3 separate regions of the Mus musculus genome follow, and regions 1 and 3 are each linked to region 2. The links are chromatin contacts, called in public Hi-C and HiCAR-type maps. All regions are on one chromosome and are shown on one strand. Each heading gives the region's core, a stretch centred on a gene start, on an enhancer-like site or on the middle of the called end of the contact. The rest is flanking DNA. Distances are from core to core; before and after follow the strand shown.

Region 1 (3,702 bases), core at 528-3,027, 1.1 Mb after region 2:
TTTTATTAAATAAAAGTATTTTTACTATTTTGCATTTTTACTATACAGATATTAATAACATAGAAAGTGTTACACTTTAAGGTGTAATGGGTTTCAAATGTCTTTTTCTGTTACACACATGCTTCTTTATAAACAAAGTCCACAATATTTGATATTTAAAGCATTCCTAAGGATGGAGAAAATGAAACAATACTGGTGACGACATCTGACATTGTGGACCTGGATGACAAATACCTGGGGTTATTATAATGTTTCCTCTGCTTTTATGTTGAAAAAAATCCGTATTGAGTTTTTCTTTTGTAGTAGAAGAAGAGCAGTTGGAAACTGGAAGGATTTTAGAGATTAGTGTGGCCATATTCGTGATTTAGGAACTTTACTTTGGCTACAATAGGAAGAGCTGCTTAACATGGGGCAAGGATGAAGACGGCCGAATAGAGAGCCAGTGAAGAGGTGGTAAAAATGGGCTGCAGCTTAGGGGGAAACTGAGGACATGATGACAGTTTGAATGTGAGAGCTGAAAAAAAAAAAAAAAAGGCAGCACTCAACAAATATCTTCACTGTTTGTTGAGTTCTGCCATGTATCCAGGCAGGGGTCCCTGGAAACAGAACAGGTCTCCAGCTGAAGGAGGGAGGAGGTGGTTTCTAAAAGGCCTTTGTGTTACCTTGTCTGATCAGAGTGGTCTGAAGGTGAGATGCCTAAGTCAACATTACTAAGTGAACAAGATAGATGCAAACAAGATTGACAGAGACATGTCACCTAACCTAACTCGAGGCATGATAGTGCATTTTTTTTCTGAATTAAGCTACAGCAGGTAGACAACAAAGCAATAGCAATGTCTGAATAGATAGGTTACTTATATGCGTGAAAAAAAAATATGGTCAAATAGGGATGGTGGCACAGTCTCATGATCCTAGCGCTGAGAGGATAAAGTAGGAAGATTACTATGAATTCAAGGCCAGACCATGCTGCAGAGGGAGACCCTGACTCATATGGACACAAATACATCCCTTAAGTATGTAAAGTAGGGTGCAACATTTTACATGAATGTGAATGCTCAAATTTACATTAAATGAACTGGTCGGATAATTCTCTTTGTGGGATTTGAAAATGCAAGGAGAGAATTTCAGAGAGTCCAGAGAGCATGCATGAGACATTTAATTAATGATTCAAGGGTAACGAATGTGGGAAACAGGGTTTACGGTTTTTTCCTCCCAGTAGTCTCATTCTGGGAAGGTCAGGTAAGATAAACGATTTAACTCATGACTGCGCTCTAAAATTTTCCTCTCTCTAGCCAGGCAGGGTGAAGGAGTTCCAGCGCCTGTTTCTGCTACATACTTGTTTTGTGAAAACTAATATGTGTTGTCACTTTGACCTAAGAGACTGGCTCTCCAAAGTGTGTTGGCAATTCCTGACTCAATTTCTCCCCTCAGGAAGAAGGCAAAGCTTTCCCCTACTCTTGTTTTATTAGAAGTCTTGGGCCATGAGAAGTTGGAGCAAAACCCCGCCCACTGGCCTTCTCCGGAGTGGGCCAAACGAGTCAGCCGCGGAGAACCCCGCCTTCAGACCCGCCTCCTGGCCTAGGCTCCGCCCAAGGCCCTCTCACCTGCTCAGAGTCACGCCCCTAGGTCGGTCTTCAGCTCGAGACTCCGCCCCCAGGTTCGTCTCCCGCTGGAGATCCTGTCTTTAAAGCGCCTCCCCAGAGCAGAGCCACACCCCCTAGACCTGTCATCAGCTCGAGGCCCCTCCCCCAGACCCGACTCCGACTCGAGGCCCCGCCCTCAGTTCGGTCACGGCGCGGGCTGGAGCTCCCCTACCCACCCCAGAATCACCGCTACCTCGCCTAGGCCGCTGCGCCTGCCCCGGCCGCCATGGCTGGGGGCCGCGGGGCCTCTGGACGCGGCCGGGCTGAGCCACAGGAGAGCTATTCGCAGCGACAGGACCACGAGCTGCAGGCCCTGGAGGCCATTTACGGCTCGGACTTCCAGGATCTGCGGCCGGATGCGCGCGGACGGGTAGGAACGTGGTTGGTCTGGCCCGGTGTTCTCCAGTCTAGGAACCCAGCCAGACGCCTCCAGTCTGGGGCGACCACTTAGATCCTAAAGGCTTTTCATATTGCAGTTCCACTACCCTCACTTTCTGCCTCTGCGCCGCCACTGGTCTTGAGAAGGCAGCACCTGGCCTGAATTCTCTTTTTTCCCCGGTCGGGCTCCTCTCTCTGCTGTGCTTCTTATTCCCACTGACGTCCCCTAACCACCCTTCGTCCTTCCAACCATTCTTCCCCACACTGACTCGCCCCAGGCCTCGAGGTGGGTTGTGACTGCACATTCATAGTCACTCATTGCTACTTTGTGCTGGGGATGCTTAGGGGGCGTGGGTCCAGGTCTTGTGCTCTCAGCAAACAAACTCCCAGGTCACACTGTGTAAATCCCGTTTCCTGTGTGGAAGAACTTTTTGTACCTTCCTCCGAGACTTTTGAGGAATAGGTATAGAACATGTTTATTGTCGCTGTAATGCAGTGTTTACCGAGTTCTATTTAAAACATCACTTTCCTTTTTTGTGTGGAAGTTAAGCTGAGGGCAGTGACAGTCTCTCCCTATCCTTGAATAGTGTATCTGCCGAACTAAAATGTTCCTGAAGTTTGAAAGTACTTCTTTCCTCCATCTGCCTTACTTCTTTAACTCACAATGTCTGTCTTTTCTCTATATCTAGTATTTCTTTAGGAAAAGGCTTTACTTAAGCTGTCAGGGCCAAGATTCTCCCACTAAACCAATATACTTTTTAATTTAATGATTTAGACGCTAGGAACACAGTCATGGGTAAAACATGCACAAAACCCCTGCTGCCGGCGGGAAGCTTACTTTTTTAGGCCTTATTTGTAACTTTACATACAGTTATACATGCTTCTTGTAAATAGTAAGATAACCTACAGGTCATCTGGCAACTTCTCTGTTTCCAGGGAACCAGGAAGTAGGGCCTAGGCCACCAGAATAGTGTTACAGAATGTGCAGGGGACTCAGGGAGACCCAGCTGGCTTTTTTTTTTTTTTTTTTTTTTTTTAGTTTTTTTAGTTTTATGTTCCCAAGGTGCAGGAAAATGGAAGGAAAACCATCAGCCACTTTTAGGTAATGATACTGATAATCCTAAGAATTTACAGCTGATCCCAGTTAGCCCAGGAATTTACAGCTCACGGTGGCCTTTATAACCAAGAAGACTTAACCCAGAGATAGTGTAAAAGGCAGGTAGAGTTATTCAGTAGTAGACTCTGGCTCTGGATCACAAGCAATATCACCAACACTTTCTTTCATAGGCCTTTCAGGCAAATAATTGATGCTCAGTCTGATGAGTCAGAGGTTACGCTTTGAACAAGCTCTCATTAGCACCCGCTACTTGCCTTTCTTCAGGGAAAGGTTATTCGGTGCCACTATCCTGAATCTAGAACCCTTGAGGCCTAGTAGTTTTCAGAATACAGAAGTGTTCTTACACATAATCCGGGGTGTATGTTCCTCCTCCTTCCATGCCTGTGGGGGTGTGTTCACAATGTAAACGCAATGAAATAAATGTATGAATATGCAAATGTCAGCCTGAACACAGTGAGGACAATGACCTCTTCTCATTTCAGGTCAAGTTTACTGCCAGTAAACTCAGATCACTTTTTTTTAACTTTTGGGGGATATGTCATGGATTAAATGTCAGTTTTGAAA
Region 2 (3,955 bases), core at 298-2,797:
AAGTTTCTGACCTGGATCTGGGTATGGAGATCTTGAGGCATAGTGGCTATGGATTCCAGAAGATTAAGGCAGGGAAATCATACTTACCTGGCAGGGGAGATACCATGATCACGAAGGTGGTTTTCCCAGGGCGAGGTGTATCCATTGCACTCCGGATGTGCTGACCACTGCGATTTCCCCAAATGCGGGAAACTCGACTGCATAATTTGTGGTAGTGGGGGACTGCGTTTGTGCTCTCCCCTTTAAACAAACAAACAAACAAAAAGACAGGGAGATCTGAGTTCAAGGTATGGTGGCACACACCTTTAATCTGGGCTACACCTTCTGATGGAGACCATTTAAGGACATTGAAAGAAGGGAGTCTCACTTTCTCTCCTTCGCGCCTGCTTGCCATGTGGGACTGAGCAACTGCTAGGTCCTTGGACTTCCATTCACAGCTGTTACTGACCATTGTTGGGAGTTGGACTGTAGACTGTAAGTCATCAATAAATTCCTTTACTATATAGAGACTACCCATAAGTTCTGTGACTCAAGAGAACCCTGACTAATACACCTTCCCCTTCCTTCTCTCCCTCTTCCTCTCCTTCCATCTTTCTTTCTTTCTTTCTTTCTCTCTCCCTCCCTCCCTCCCTCCCTCCCTCCCTCCCTCCCTCCCTCCTCTCTCTCTCTCTCTCTCTCTCTCTCTCTCTCTCTCTTTCTTTCTTTCTTTCTTTCTTTCTTTCTTTCTTTCTTCTTTTGCTGTTTGTTTTGTGAGCCAGTGTCTTACTTTGTAGCTCTGGCTGGCCTGGAGCTCACTGTATAGACTAACCTGGCCTTGAACTCAGGAGAAACATTGACTCCTGGGTGCTGGGATTAAAGGCATGTTGTGGCCTTGCTTTTATTTCTTATGGATGTTTCTACTGCATCTGGAGCTGTACCTTTTGTTGCTAATACATTCATAAATGACCAGCAACACAATACAAAATCTTGAATATGTATTTGAAGTGGTTCTGCAGATAGATGAACACAACAACTCACTTATTTGGTTCTATATTCATAATGAAATGATACCCTAGATCTCTTCTTATTAGAGCACTGGCACATGTATTGGCTCAATGGACTTATGTATATAGACATCCTGTTACTTTTTAGCTGGAGATCATTATAGTTTCCTTTTGGGATTTTTGTTATAAAAAGCAAGATGTATGTGTGTGGGGGCGACTGGAAAGTTGGCTCATTGGTTAAGAATGTGGCTGCTCTTTCAGAGGGCTTGATCTGTTGCCCTCTGCTGGTTTCCGGAGCATCTACACACACCTGACACACACCATAAACAAAAATTAAAAAATCTAAGGTGGGGTAGTATTCAACACCTACAGTAGAATCATGATAGTAAAAGATAGTGACTTCACATGGATAAGATCTAACACAAAGATGCTTATTTATTTTTTAAAAGTCTATTGTTGCAAACATGGCTTTTACGTTGCACCAAGCAGGGACTCCTCCACGGTTGCCACGGCTACAAGTCCCGGAACCTTGGCGTGCTGACGCTGGTTTCCGGCGGGATTTTTAGTGACGAACAGCTTTGGACCAAGCGACCATGAGAGGGCCAGAGCTCGGGCCCGAAACCAGCATGGAAGGGGACGTTCTGGACACCTTGGAGGCGCTGGGGTGAGTGTTCTCGTGGACAACTTCTCAGAGGAGAGGACGCTGGCCCTGCGCGTGGCCGCTGTGGCACGGGCGTGCGCTTCTCCCCGGAGCAGGCCTTGTGTACCGGGCGGTGCGCAGGCCTCTGCGCTCCGGGTAGCCGGGACCCTGGGAGCCGGCGGGAACGAGCGGCTGCAGCGAGAGGCCTGGCTGTGCCGGCCGTTTTCCCTCTTTCATTACATTCAGCCTGCAGCCGGCTCCTCCCGGGCCTCGGGGGGGTGGGGGGGGGAGCCCTTTGTATGGACGTAGATCCTGCTCCCGCCGCACCGCAGTTGCGTCTGGACTGTTGTGTCGCGCATGCTGCTCAAATCGGTGGCTTACTCAGGGCTGGGGGAGGACTCACTCCCGCTTCTTAGACTGAAGACTCTTAGTTAAGTGTGAACCCCTGCATTTAACCTTCTCCATTCCTTAAAGCACGTTTGTGTGGTAGGCAGGGAGAAACGACAGTTTTCAGAACGTCGTTACCACTTTAGGTGTTAAGAGGAACCCCGGGGTGGCGGTGATGAGGCGATCTGGACAAGCAGTGTTACTCCCCTCCATCCTGGTGTTCTTCCCAGCGCTTGCTCTTTTTACCTGTTTGTCACATGAACTTCACCCAGAGTTTGAGAAACTTGTCAACTTTCTTCACTGATGGACTCCTCCTGGCAACATACTAGAGTGGGGCCTGTCACAGCGATTGAAGAAAAAGTTCAGAGGAGGGTGTGTACTTGTGAGCAAAGGTCCAAACGGTTGAGGGTTAATAAACGGATCCTTTCCCCAACGTTGGCGCCATCTGCACAGACGTTTACCTCCTTAAGGTGGTTTCATTTTAGGGTAACTGCTCCTAAAGAAGTTTGAAACTATCATGCCTGGTTCCCTTATTTTCGTTCCCTCAAACTATTTTGTTCTTTTTTTTTCTAGCAAGTGTTAACTTTTGTTGCACCCTGATAATGCATACTTTGCTGCTACTCAGCATAACAGAACCTTGAATTTACTTGATCTTGAATAAAATGTTTGTTAAATAAAAAAACAGAACCAGCACGACAACATCAGGGCTATTTGTATTTCTATGAAATTTTCTTAACCCTGCAGGGGAAATATAACTAATACGAAGTTAAAATACCTTGGTGTGCGTAGGCTCCAGCTTGGATCCCAGACATTTACAATTTTTGGGATCTTGTAGCCATTTATGAAGTGCGAAGACAGTGGTTTTATTCTTCTTTGATTCCTGAAACATATTGTTTCTACCATAGCATTTAAGAAAGTGAAATTTGCTCTAATGTTGACATTTACTGAGAGACATTTGTTTCACATTATTCAATATGAGAGTTAAAACTGTTGCATACTTCAGAATCAGTGTTCCTGGAATGGCCAAAGACAAGATTTTGAAGTTTGAAAACCCCCCTCTATGATAACGAAATGTGGGAAATGTTACTGATTATGTATGTTGTAATTGATCACTGTCTTTTCGGATCTTCATGTGGATTTCGAGTAGTAATGTATTTTTTTATTGTGATTAAACCACGTAGTTTATCAATGAAAGTGCTTTAGGTTGTCATGTAAAGTAAAAAATGAATGCAATGGCTTAGAAAGGAAAGCTGCAAAAGACCATTGTAGAGATGTAGAGTGTTATAACAACAACAACAACAACAACAACAAAAATATCGATTAGGAATCAGTTTCCTCTTCCCTGAAATGAGTATCCGAAAGCCAATGCTTTCATGCTTCTTTGGTTATAGTAGTCTATGATTTTGTGAGCAGTCCATCTCAGCTAGTTGGTCTAGCTGGGCATTGCAGCCTTGTAGAGAGCTGATAAAATGTTAGGGTCTCGTATACACTACCGACTCCCTGAGTCATACTCTTCAGGGATATATTATAGTGTTGCAGATGTTATAAAACTTCACAGCCTACGTTGAGAATCACTGCTCATTTCAAACATTTATGGAGTATGGCCGTGTCTTGGACACTGTTCTGAGCAGTCAAGTGGTGAGCAAGATTGACTTGATTCCTGGCTTTACAGAGCTCACAGTTAAGAGTAAAAACAGATGTGGTTGTCCATTATACAGTGTAATAAGTGCTTCAAAGGAAAATAATCAGGGTGATGAAACAGAAGCCTTATGGGTTAGCGATAGATTCCTGAAGAAGTGATAGCTGAGTTGAAGTAGGAAGGATGAGTTGAAATCCAACTAAATGAGATTAGATGGGAAAGGAGGATGGCGTGCTCTGAATGGTAGTAGATATAAGACCTTGAATCCTGCAGTGTGCTGTGTTAGACAAGAGGAGGTAATGTGGC
Region 3 (3,679 bases), core at 592-3,091, 1.0 Mb after region 2:
TGCACCAAGTTGCATGTGCCCTGAGAATGGATTTACCAACTGCCATGTCTTCCCTGAGGATGTGGGATGGGAGACAGGATCCAAAAGGAGGGTGTAGAAGAATCTAGCCAAGTAGGACATCAAAGAGGGAATCCAGGAATTGATAAATCCAAACAATAGTAAATAAAGCATAATATTTAAGAGTTCAAGGTGGCTGCCTCCAGAAGATGTGACTGGGAACTGCTCAGTTATTTCTTCCATTCTGAATTTTATACCACAGTTTAACATTTGGACCATATCATTTTAATAAAAGTAAAAGCAAAATTTAAAAGTAATGAGTCAATATAAAATATGCAATCTTCCAAGGCCTGGAAGGAAATGCAAGGATAGCTTGCAAAGAAATCAATGATATACTAAGCCAGCGTGGTCCTCACTTGGTAGAACTGTTTGGGAAGGATTAGGAGGAAGTGGTATTTCATGGGCAGAGGAAGCGCCTCCTGAAGTATCAATAGACTCTCAGCTTCCCACTTAGCTCTGCTTTCTACTTTCAGATCAAGATGTGGGCTCTCAGCTGTTTCTGCTTCCGTGCCTTTGCTCCGCCATGATGGACTCTAAGCCTCTGAAGCTGTAAGTCAATTGAAGGCGTTCTTTTATAAGACTCTGGACTAGGAAAGCAGTTGGATGCTGATGAAGAGCTTAAAGAGCATCCTGGTGGGAGGTTAGAAGGCAATAATGCTGAGAGCAAGGCAGACTGCAGAGGCCTACGGACCTCAGGCCATTTCAGGGGAAAACAATACTAGCACCTGGGCGACAGAAGGACAGAACATTCCTGTATTTGGCAAAGAAAGTGGCTGCTTTCTGCCCTTGCCTTAAACATTTGCCTGAGGCAAAACTGAAAAACCATGGATTAGTTTCCTTGGCAGAGAAGATTTCAAGACATGGCTCTCTGACTCTGTTGCATGGTTATTAGTAATCATATCCCGGTCTTATGGAGGTCTACAATAAAAAGGGAAACTGGGACAAAAAGAAATTTTTGTTTTATACATTTCCTCATTTAATGAAACACAGTGCACCAAAAGAATCAAAATTAAAATACCAGTTACTTTATGCTATTCAGTGAAGTAGAGATGTGACCAGATTCTAATGGTAACAAATAACTGCTCATACACGCCAACGTTTTATTACATTTTTTGATCAGCTCGTGTAGATAGTACACGTCCGGTGTGATGAGGCAAAACTGGTTGTGTCTCCAGATTGTTTGCTCCCTGTCTTATTGTCTGAAAGGCCTATTCATAGTCCCCAGGCTGGTGGATGCCCAAAGGTATCTACCTATACGTTTGGTTTACATTTCTTCCATTGGGAAAGCTAAGTCCCAGATCAATGTTTACAAACCCTCTCTCTAGTCTCATTTTTCCTGTGCCACTTTTAAGGACTATGCTACTGACTAGTGCTCCAGACCTCAGTGGGAAGAAGGCTCGTAAGGATGCACTAATGCAGAAAGAGTTTTCAGCAGAGATCACGCCTCTGCCCGGGCAGTAGCTTCTGAGACTCCCAGACATAGCCACGCCCCTGTGGCCACCCCATGCTGGCCTGGGCGAACAGGCCACACCCACAGCCCTCGGGGACAGAGTCCGCCCTCTCACCCTCCTCTGGCACATCAGGCCACACCTCCACCTCGCCCTCTGCCGTGGCCAGCGGCTACCAACCTCTGCCCGTGGTGCGTGCGGCCCCTCAACTTCTCGGTGGGGAAGAAAGCTGGACGCCTAGACACTGACTCTCTCCACTTCCCTTCGAAGGGGACCGGTTTTTCCCGCCACCGCCTCCTCTGTGAAGATGAAAGAGGCAGCAGGAGACCGCTGTCTCAAAGAACGCTGTTGCCCTGGCAACTAGAAGCGCGCAGATCACAGTCTCGCGATAGGTTTAAAGGTCCCGTACCTTCAAGAATTGGGTATTGAAGCCGGGCGTGGTGGCGCACGCCTTTAATCCCAGCACTTGGGAGGCAGAGGCAGGCGGATTTCTGAGTTCGAGGCCAGCCTGGTATACAGAGTGAGTTCCAGGACAGCTAAGGCTACACAGAGAAACCCTGTCTCGAAAAAAGCAAAAAAAAAAAAAAAAGAATTGGGTATTGGGGACCGGAAGTTACAAGAAGACTGCTGTCCTGGTTGGGATTGGAGGGGGTGTGACTGTGGCCCTCCTATAACCTTCTTTTCAGTGAATGTTCTGGGTGGGAATGGTTTGTTCATATTCAGGTTGGCCTCTGGAACGAGGATCTCCATGTTTACATAGCTCTCACCGGCTACTAGAATGTTCTACCGACCAGGTGTCCTCTCAGATCAGTTACTTCCCATATCACTATCCTCTCTTCCTTGCAAGACTGATGTGCAACTCAAACAGATCTCGTATGTGAAGGTCTTGTAAAATTTGGAGAGCTGTGTGAGTGTGTGTGTGTGTGTAATACATGTGTATATAATAGCAGTGTGCATAAAGTATAATGTATAATACAGTGTATATATACATATGCGTATATATACATATACGTCCTGTAAAGACTGGGCTGTAGTAGAATAAGAAGGATTATGATGGCAGTATATACCTCCACAGCTACCAATCATTTCTCTGTGTACAGTGCATTAGGGCTCATTGCCTGGATCACCAAACTGATGCTCTTTCTTCATTCTCAGTACCGCGCAACCTCTGCTGCGTTTCAGTCTGAATTGCCCTTGGTTGTTTACAAGGTATTTTCATACTCAGAGCCCCTTTATCCTCATGCTTTGGGGTAAATACAGTGTTTCTCTGGTCTTTTTTCATCAGAGCAAATAAGTATGACTTGAGTTGCCCAAAGATCACAGCTACAAGTTAAGATGGTGCTGAGGGCAAAACCCTGGCTGTGAATACCATCTGGGTGCTATTGATCCTTTGTTTCGGACTCCAGGTCAAATGACTCCCTTGAACCTCATAAGGCATGAGAACCCTCGCAAACTAAGCAGATCAAAATCAAGCCACTTTTCTATAGTCCCCTCTCCCCACTGCAGCCCTTCCTATACCGTCTTCCCCACACCATTCTCCCAGGCTCAGCTCAGCACCTTTGGTACCATCCTCAAGTCGGACATGCTACCAGACCTGCATTCAAGTGTATCTGAATCCAAGTGTTCCTCATATCTGCAAGGTTCCCACCCTCAATTAGATGTTTGTGATACTCTACTAGTAGTTTCCTCAGTGGGAGCTTCCCTTGCACCTCCTGTATACTGAAGGACAGTATCCTACAACGTGTGTTCAGAACCTCAGCCAAATCCTACCAGCCCTCTGCTCCAGGCTCTCCATGACTCTCCACTTAGCGGCCTTTCAATGCCCACAGGTCCTGAATGACCAAACTGTTAACTTACATGTATACACATACATACATGCATACACATACATACACACAGACATATAGACATTTTAAGAAAAAGAACGAAAGAATAATGAGTTCAATTCACAGTAAGTCCTTACCATCACAATTCCCAACCCATGGTATTGATTAAATTACTGGAAGATTTGCATGCTATATGAAAAAAAATGAATGGCTAGACTGGGGATGTGCCTCAGTGGTAGAGTGACTAGTTAGTATGTTAGAGAGCCTGTGTATGATCTTGTGCAGTCCCAAAGGGAGGAAAAAGAAGTTCCTAAGACTGCCTTCCAAAAGTGGACTCTAGATACTGAG

What was found. Hi-C and Micro-C count contacts between places; a contact is called where the count stands out from the background. HiCAR-type assays count read pairs that join an accessible place to other places.
Region 1: a HiCAR-type map of astrocytes shows a contact between it and region 2, with 2.7 times the contacts expected there. The contact joins the promoter of Eif2ak4 here to the promoter of Fam98b in region 2. A contact is called at or near these places in 3 of 39 promoter capture datasets (embryonic stem cells, hippocampal neurons and neural stem cells) and 1 of 115 datasets of contacts at active chromatin or transcription factors (astrocytes).
Region 3: a Hi-C map of B cells shows a contact between it and region 2, with 8 read pairs. The contact joins the promoter of Fsip1 here to the promoter of Fam98b in region 2. A contact is called at or near these places in 2 of 39 promoter capture datasets (embryonic stem cells and hippocampal neurons), 5 of 484 Hi-C or Micro-C datasets (B cells, cortical neurons, embryonic fibroblasts and 1 more) and 2 of 115 datasets of contacts at active chromatin or transcription factors (embryonic stem cells and large pre-B cells).

Annotation. Positions count from the first base shown.
Region 1 is chr2:118,386,840-118,390,541 of GRCm38.p6, forward strand. Eif2ak4 (eukaryotic translation initiation factor 2 alpha kinase 4) reads left to right here and starts at 1,778. Exons shown (of 39, transcript NM_013719.3): 1 at 1,778-2,013. The coding sequence starts at 1,870.
Region 2 is chr2:117,248,192-117,252,146 of GRCm38.p6, forward strand. It overlaps Fam98b (family with sequence similarity 98, member B), which reads left to right and starts at 1,548. Exons shown (of 8, transcript NM_026620.3): 1 at 1,548-1,647. The coding sequence starts at 1,577. It overlaps Gm25189 (a small nuclear RNA gene), which reads left to right and starts at 80; the gene lies at 80-243.
Region 3 is chr2:118,255,115-118,258,793 of GRCm38.p6, forward strand. It overlaps Fsip1 (fibrous sheath-interacting protein 1), which reads right to left and starts at 1,842. Exons shown (of 12, transcript NM_001374672.1): 1 at 1,686-1,842.